3 separate regions of the Ovis aries genome follow, and regions 1 and 2 are each linked to region 3. The links are chromatin contacts, called in public Hi-C maps. All regions are on one chromosome and are shown on one strand. The core of a region is the stretch at or near the end of the contact, and the rest is flanking DNA. Distances in the headings are between cores, read along the strand shown. Region 1 has its middle 370 kb from the start of MARCKS. Region 2 has its middle 510 kb from the start of MARCKS. Region 3 holds the start of MARCKS (myristoylated alanine rich protein kinase C substrate).

Region 1 (2,700 bases), core at 40-2,539, 370 kb before region 3:
GTAAGAAACAAGGCTGGACCAGATAAGGAGAGGTTTTGTTTGCTCTGGGGAGGCTTTCTTGCATGTTACTTGAAATCTATAGTGGTACAGTCAGATTGCATTTAGAAACATCCCTCCTATGTTAACCTGGGAGTAAACTAAGGTAAGGAAATCTGATGTTAGCAGGAAGGATTCAGACTACCCTAGAGAGACTTGATATAAGCCAGCAAAAGGGGAGAGCTCTGAGGAATAATGAGGGGGCTAATTTGAGGTAAATAATCTGAAGTAGAGGATGCCTGCAGGGAGAGAGGAGTCCTGGGTGACAGGCAGGTTTCCAGACCCCACAGGTCTGGCCCAGGTCTAAGACTGTCTTTTCCTTTACTCCCCCTCACTCACTACCTTATAGGCACACAGACTGTTTTTCTATTTCTTGAACATGCCAAGCCTGTTCCTGATTTGGAGCCTTTGCAGCTGGCATCCTTCCTGTACAGAATGCTCTTCCCCAGTCTTCACAAGGTAACTCCTTCTTGCCATCCTGATCTTACCTAAAAGGCATCTCCTCAAAGAGGCCTTCCTGTCCATGGACCTAGATAAGGTTCAAGCTTCACCTCTATCATATTATCTGGTTTACTTTATTTTCTTTCTTTTAATCTACATTTAAAATTTTTATTGAAGTATAGTTGCTTTACAATGTTGTATTGTTGGTTTTTTTTTTTGCTGTACAGCAAAGTGAGTCAGCCATATGTACGCATTAATCCCCTCTTTTTTTGATTTCCTTCCCATTTAGGTCTCCACCAAGCATTAAGTAAGGGTCCCTGTGCTATACAGGAGGTTTTCATTGGCTATCTGCTTTATACACATTATCAATAGCGTGGGTATGTCAATCCTAATCTCCCAACTCACCCCACCCTTCTATCCCCTTTGTTGTCACTTTCTTTAAAATATTTTTACTATCTGAAGTTACTGTGTCTATTAAATTGCTCGGTTTTTGTCTGTCTCCCTTCATTAGAGTTCACCCTCTGAGGAGCAGACGTGCCTTTCTTGTTCACAGCTCTGCTTCCAGGAGCTGGTGCAGAGTAATGCTCAGTTTTTAAAACTGACTCATAAATGCTGAACCTCCCACAACACATGAGGCGGCACGTGCAAAAGACTTGTTGTAGAGCACGGGGAAGAGAACATCAAGAGAAACAGCAGTTTTGAGGATGCAACAACCTGTTAGAATCTTCTCATGGATGACTTGGGTCAGAGGTGGGGTTAGCGGGAAACAGTGAGCCAATCTGCAGAAGGTCATGGGAACAAAGCAAAAGCACATGTTCGGTAACTGTTGTGAAATTTAACCTGACCCAGCTCATAGTCCCTGGATAGGGAACCACTGACTCAGGAAGCATGAGTCTATGTCACGCATTTCGTCACTCCGTTACACCACGTCTGGTGTGGTAATCTGACTCTTCAATGCACACGTGAGAGTCATCGTGATGTGGCGAAAAGTGCACTGACCAGAGGATCAAAAGGCCCAGATCCTGGGTCCTTAACGAACTCTGTGACCTTGGGGAAGACCCACACAAGACCACTCCCACGGACTAGTCTGTTCTCTGTCTTCCAAACCAGTTAGGACACATAACCTTGCATCATTCCTTAGGGCTAGGATTTTAAAATGCTACTGTTTTCATTTAGTAATTTGACCTTGGCTGCTCTCAGTTTTAACCCACACTCCATTATTTCCACAATGCCCCACTTTTATTTATAACCTTATTTTCTTTCTGAGGCCAGATTTGCTTTGAGGTCTTGTTCATGTTTGGATCCCATCTTCCAATTCAACTCATCACTACCTACTGCCAACTTTGTCCCACTAGTATTACACATATGGTAAAAAGTCAACAATGTTTGTCAAAAATTTTTGGAAAACAAAGTAGTGATACATATCAAGTACTTCAAACATTCTCTGACCTAATTATTTTTGTAGAACCTTAGACTTAATAAACAATTCCAAATGCAAACAAAAACATATATGTAAAGATGTTCAATCCAGTGCCACACTGACTGTGAAACAAAATAGAACAAAAAATAATTATAAATAATCAAGAGTAGAAGCTGAATAATTTTTGAAATATCCAATGGTGCAAGCATCATATGTATGACTTGTATGTAACAGAAGAATATTAAACATCCTTGAAAATGATGTTTTAATGGACAGAAAAGTAAAACATATTAAGAAATCAAGTATTAAAAAAAGAAACCTATGCTTTATGATTCTGGTTGTGCAAAGTTATAGCCATAATACCCATGGAGAGAATGAGATAACAATGATCTAAGTATAACAAAATGTTAGTCAGGATATTCTTGGAATATTATGCATGATTACTTTCTTTCTAAATCCTTTTTTTGTGTTTTCAGTTTTCTATAATGTATACATATTATTATTTAATAATCAGAAGAAAAAACTTAAAATGTTGCTAATGAATTAATGAATTTTTTAAATTATTGTACCAATTCATTTAATTATAAAGTGAGACTCATAATGCTAATCTCCTTTCCATATTCTCATATATGAAGCATAATGGGAACACTTATACTTTCCCATATTCTCAAACACAAAGTATAATGGAAACACTATCATACTTTGTATTCAAATTGTTAACATTGGTACCTCAGATGGTAAAGAGTCTGCCAGCAATCCAGGAGACTCAGGTTTGATCCCTGAGCAGGAAGATCCCCTGAAGA
Region 2 (2,700 bases), core at 117-2,616, 510 kb before region 3:
ATCCAGGGATCGAACTAGGCTCTCCTGCATTGCAGGTGGGATTTTTTACCAACTGACCTACCAGGGAAGCCCAATTAATACGGAATATTATACAAAGTTTTGAAGGGAATAAAAAAATTACAAATACAGAAGCAAGGGCCTCCCCCTCTCTTAGAAAATTTGAAAAATATTAAATGGATTAGATATGTATACATTAAGAACATTAAGAACCTGTAAACAACTTGCATCAGTAAGGGTCCTGTCAGGAGACAGAAATCAGATCAGTAGTTTGAGTAGAAAATAAAGAAATATAAGTAGTTATTAATTTATAAAAGGAGGTGAACTACTAAAAGGGCTAAAAGAGAACTCTAAGCAGTCTGGAGTTTCGATGTGCAAAAAGGCAGCCACTACCTCTTAGCTGAGGGAAAGGGACCCCAAACTGAGATTCGGATTTCTTCAAAGAGGGTGTAGTCTGAGAGTTCAACCAAAGCTACCACAGATATGGTCCATAAGAGGTACCCAGAAGCAGCCCCTGGTTGATCAAAGTGTAGCTGGAACTTCCAGACTTCCACGCTGAATAACAAATAGAAGCCTGGAACCCAGAGGGAAGTATCAACCTGGCACCATCAACTTGTAGTATCCCTCTAGTGCCCTCTATTGGCAAAGTTGAGCATCACACCAGCAGCAAAGGGAAAATGTTTACAGGGTCCAGTTCATTTTCCCAAAGCAGGGCAGAGAAGGGTGGATTCAGAGCTGAAAGACAGTAAAATGATCACTGACACAAGCTTCAAAGAAAAAGAATGGAAATTCACATACAGTATAATATAAAATTAATATAATACAGAAGTACTGTCCTTAGTAACTCAGTCATGTCTGACTCTTTGCGACTCTATGGAGTGTAGCCCACCAGGCTCCTCTATCCATGGGGATTCTCCAGGCAAGAATATTGAAACGGACTGCCAGTCTCTTCTCCAGGGTATCTTCCCAACCCAGGCACTGAACCCCAGTCTGCCACACTGTAAGCAAATTCTTTACCATCTGAGAAGCCCTATGAAGTACTAAGGCCAGTTAATCCATCCTATTTCTAAAAGAAAACTGTAAAAGTCTTTTTGATTTTTTTCTAATAAACCAACAAAAATTTTAAAAGAGAGCCTTGCAAAAAGTAATACAGCTTGGTTCAAATTAATTACAGGTTTTTAAATCCCAGGAGTTAAACACATTACTTTTTCTTTTTTCTCTTTGAAATCTAATAAAAAGGAAGGTTTATGTAACCTGAAGTGAGGCGTATGGAATATCTGAAACATTATCAGAACTGTCCCAGATGACCCTAACCAGAACCTGCAATAGGACATATTTTTCACACAACAGAGTGACTTCTTTCCTGCTCTTCAGAGTAATAAAGAGATAATGCATGTGAGCAGGCTCAGTCGCTCAGTCACTTCCAACTCTTTTGCAACCCCATGGACTGTAGCCCACCAGGCTCCTCTGTCCATGGAATTCTCCAGGCAAGAACACTGGGTTGCCATTTTCTCCTCCAGGGCGTGTTCCCAACCCAAGGCCTGAACCCCTGTCCCTTGCTTTGGCAGGTGAGTCTTTACCACTTAGTCACCTGGGAAGCCCCAAGAGATGATACAGAAGGCTAAAAATGAACAATGGGAAATAGAAACACAGAAATCTATTTAATTTGGGGGAAGTAAACAATAATAATTTCATGTAATAGAATGAATGAATAAAATACATTTATATTCCAAGAAGGAATCAGTCAAACTTTCCTCTTAGACCCTGGGTATAGGACAGAGACCCTTAGAGGATGAGAGAGCCATGACTTGGGCTAGTTTCCCTGAAACCTGGGCAACATAACCCATGCCTGCCCAGTATCTGTGTTACTTTGCCTAAACTGTCTCATTAGCAACATGGATTCAGATGTTGTCAATCCAGTTCTGCACAGAGATGGTTTCATTTTTCAGGATGTGTAATCTGGAATCATGAAAGTGGTTGACAAGATAGGCATTTCATTCTAGAGTTTGGAAGACAGCAAGAACGCTGAGAACTCTGCTGAAATGACAAGCTGAAAAAGCTTTGCTAATGCAATTCATATTGAGTAACAAAGTCTCTTAAACATACAAATGTCAAAATACTGTCAGACAGATATTTGTTTCCAAGTGATACAATAGTATTTGAGAACTGACAGGCGGTGGGGCTCTGGACATCACGGCACTGACATCAGGGGCATCGAATTCCGGTTGTATTTTTCTGCAGACTTCGGCAGCAAGGGCCACGACTATCTGGGACACGGCTTTGCCTGTTAGGTTTCTCTTCAGGTCAAAATCAGCACCAGTCATCATTATTGTGTTCTTTCTCCCTTATCACCTCAATATCTGAAGATTTCTTTATTTGATTTGCCTTGGACAACCTCCAGACACAGACCACTGGATTTTACTAAGAAATCGGCAGCACCCTCTGGAACTGCTTATTTTTTCTGGCAGAAAGACACCCATGATGCATTGCTTCCTCTCACAGAGCTAATTAATTGCAGTGCCTGCAGCATAGGACTGATCTTGAAAGGACAGGTCACCGAAAGAAAGTTGTTCTTTCCCTTGGGGGAGCATCTGGGAGCAATATTCCTACATGTCGAATCTGTTAGCTCCTGTCTCAACCGCACCAAGACACCTGGCCACCAGATTCACACACCAGCTTGCCAAATCTCGTCAGTTCATCGAC
Region 3 (2,700 bases), core at 134-2,633:
AAGGTAGTCTGATTTGGACACGAGTGAAAACTCTGGGAGCAAAAATGTAGGTGGTAGGAGAATGCTTATAAGAGTATGTGTAAGTGTATGTATCCTTGATTTTTGCCCCTACCTTCTCCCCCTCCATTATTTAAATCAGCGCGCTGTCTTTCACGCACAAACAGCATCTGGTATTTCCGCGACAAGAGATGCAGTTGGAGATACCCTGGGTTTCCTCATAGAAGCTTTTTCTCTAACCCAAGTTAGGCTTGGAGTGTTCATGTGTCTTCTTGCTGTTTCTCAATATGTAATTTCTCCTTAGAAATTGTAATAATCAATCCGGTTGTTCAGAATTTCATCGCTGCTGCCTCCTTCCTTCTAGGAGTCCACTCGCTTGCTTGCACATTCACACACGTTCAGAAAAAGAGTCTATCTGATCCTGGCAGTAGACTGAAAAAGATTCATAGCGACGCGAATCGCATCCCAACTGTAAATATGGATTCGCACACTCTAGACTGTGTCATTTCACCATAGAGGAAAACCATCATTTCATACAGTGATAAAATGCAAGCCATTTCGATTTTTTGTTCATGATTCTCACTTTATAATGTTGGGGGGGGTGGGTAATCACTAATACGGGCTGGGGGAGGGGAGAGGGTTGATGAGCGCAGAGTCTAATCTCGAAATATTTTATTTCAAGTCACTGTAGAATAGAGAAGGGAGTGTGGCTTCTTCTGCTTGCTGGTTTTGCATTTTCCACATCTGGCCTACAGACCTAATTCTAACTCGCGATCTCTTTTGATGAAATTCGATCTTCTTGGTTTAAATACCTTTCGATTTGGGGCGATTTCACATTTGCAACGGTTAGAAGAACAAATCCTGTGCAAGATCTGTGAAACCTATATAGAACAGACACAGAAAACATGCTGCACCCAAATCCCAACCATTGTCTTAAAAACTTGCGTACAGACACACACATACACATACACATAAACACACGGAAAGATGGGGGAGGGGAGGGAGTGGAAGGAGAGACACGGTTATAGACAGACTAGAGCCAAAGCGAGTCAAGTTAACGCTTTCTCCGCCCTCATCCACAAGTACCCGCCCCCCCCCGCGTTAATTAATTACAAACAAAGCAAGCCAATCCAGTACTGCATTATTATTTTCAAGCAGGAGGAGGCGAAAGGCATGTATTTTTTAATTGATTTATTTATTTGGAGGACATTAATTCTCGGTCTGAGGCTGATTTTCAAACCGTTTGCAAAGCGCGGCTCCATTGTTCGCCGGGCGCGCAGGCCCCGCCCCCTGCTTTGTGTGCGGCGCGAGGATTGGCCGGCGAGCGCGGGGGCCGCGTCAGCGCCCGCGAGCCCATTCATCTGTGCACTTGGGCGTTGGACCCCGCATCTTATTAGCAACCAGGGAGATTTCTCCATTTTCCTCTTGTCTACAGTGCGGCTACAAATCTGGGATTTTTTTATTACTTCTTTTTTTTAAAAAACTACACTTGGGCTCCGTTTTTTGTGCTCGACTTTTCCACCCTTTTCCCCTCCCTCCTGCGCTGCTGCTTTTTGATCTCTACGACTAAAATTTTTTCATCCGGCGTGTATTTAATCGGTTCTGTTCTGTCCTCTTCACCACCCCCACTCCCCCCTCCCTCCGGTGTGTGTGCTGCCGCTGCCGCTGCTGCTGCCGCTGCTGCTGCCGCTTGCCCCGTCGTTACACCAACCCGAAGCTCTTTGTTCCCCCTTTGGATCTGTTGAGTTTCTTTGTTGAAGAAGCCAGCATGGGTGCCCAGTTCTCCAAGACCGCCGCGAAGGGAGAAGCCACCGCGGAAAGGCCCGGGGAGGCGGCTGTGGCCTCGTCGCCTTCTAAAGCGAATGGGCAGGTAAATTCTACCTGTGGTTCTGGTCATTTATTTGGTGTCTTTCTCTAGTCCCGGCGCTTCCCCTTCCCTCCTTGGTCGTGCCCGAGGCGCCTTCGGCGGAAAGAAGCGTGGCCAGATTCCAGTCTGAAAGTTGAATGGAAAGCGATAACCAAATTGTCAATTTTTCATAGGTGGGGTCTCCCCTGACTCCCAAAGTAATGGTTCCCAGAGAATCCTGGCGAATTCTTGTGTAGATGGGAGGAAAGAAGTGATAAATCGTTTAAAATGGCGTGTTTGGAGCTTGGCAAATAACCTGACTAGCTAGGTGCTACCCCACACCCCCATCCCCAGCCAGGTTGCATTTGTGCTTGGTGGGCACAAAGGTGTTTGGGTGGCTCTCGTGTTTGTTGTCGAGACTGGGTCGCCTTCAGGATTTCTGGTGTGATTGTGTGTGTGTGGGTAGAGAAGGGGGGGGGGGGAGCGCAGTAGGGATGGCGGTGAAGAAAGGCTGAGGAGGGAAGGAGAGCTGTCTTATTGTATACCGAGGTGGCGTGACTTGGGTTCTTGGAAAGGTTGCTGGCTGGCTGGAGGTGGGCAGGTTTCACTACCTTTCGATGGGCTTTTCTCACTGTTCTAAGTCTTTATTCGTAGTTGTCTGTGGAATTACACACCCATCTGACTTTTAAATGGTCTCCCTAGGGTGGGAAGACTATGGTTCTTTGAAGAACCTGTCCAGATGGTCAACAGGAGGCAGTTCGTGTGTTTCGGTCGAGATTGTTGGAGTGCGTGGCGCCTGGACCACTGCGGGGGCTACCCCGACGCTGCCCGAATCCAGGCAGATGGCCACAGTTGGG

What was found. A called contact is a pair of places that touch in the nucleus more often than the background predicts.
Region 1: a contact with region 3 is called in a Hi-C map of mixed tissues, with 3 times the contacts expected there. The contact joins the enhancer-like site here to the promoter of MARCKS in region 3. A contact is called at or near these places in 3 of 16 Hi-C or Micro-C datasets (blood and mixed tissues).
Region 2: a contact with region 3 is called in a Hi-C map of omental adipose tissue, with 3 times the contacts expected there. The contact joins the enhancer-like site here to the promoter of MARCKS in region 3. A contact is called at or near these places in 8 of 16 Hi-C or Micro-C datasets (blood, hypothalamus, liver and 4 more).

Annotation. Positions count from the first base shown.
Region 1 is chr8:24,208,315-24,211,014 of ARS-UI_Ramb_v3.0, reverse strand. No RefSeq gene overlaps it. Among named protein-coding and RNA genes, the nearest start is that of MARCKS, 370 kb to the right of the region's middle. Within about 2 kb of position 1,289, at least 5 of the 54 cell types and tissues checked have an H3K27ac peak or open chromatin away from gene starts, as enhancers often do.
Region 2 is chr8:24,349,222-24,351,921 of ARS-UI_Ramb_v3.0, reverse strand. No RefSeq gene overlaps it. Among named protein-coding and RNA genes, the nearest start is that of MARCKS, 510 kb to the right of the region's middle. Within about 2 kb of position 1,366, at least 2 of the 54 cell types and tissues checked have an H3K27ac peak or open chromatin away from gene starts, as enhancers often do.
Region 3 is chr8:23,840,290-23,842,989 of ARS-UI_Ramb_v3.0, reverse strand. MARCKS (myristoylated alanine rich protein kinase C substrate) reads left to right here and starts at 1,383. Exons shown (of 2, transcript XM_015097338.4): 1 at 1,383-1,867. The coding sequence starts at 1,766.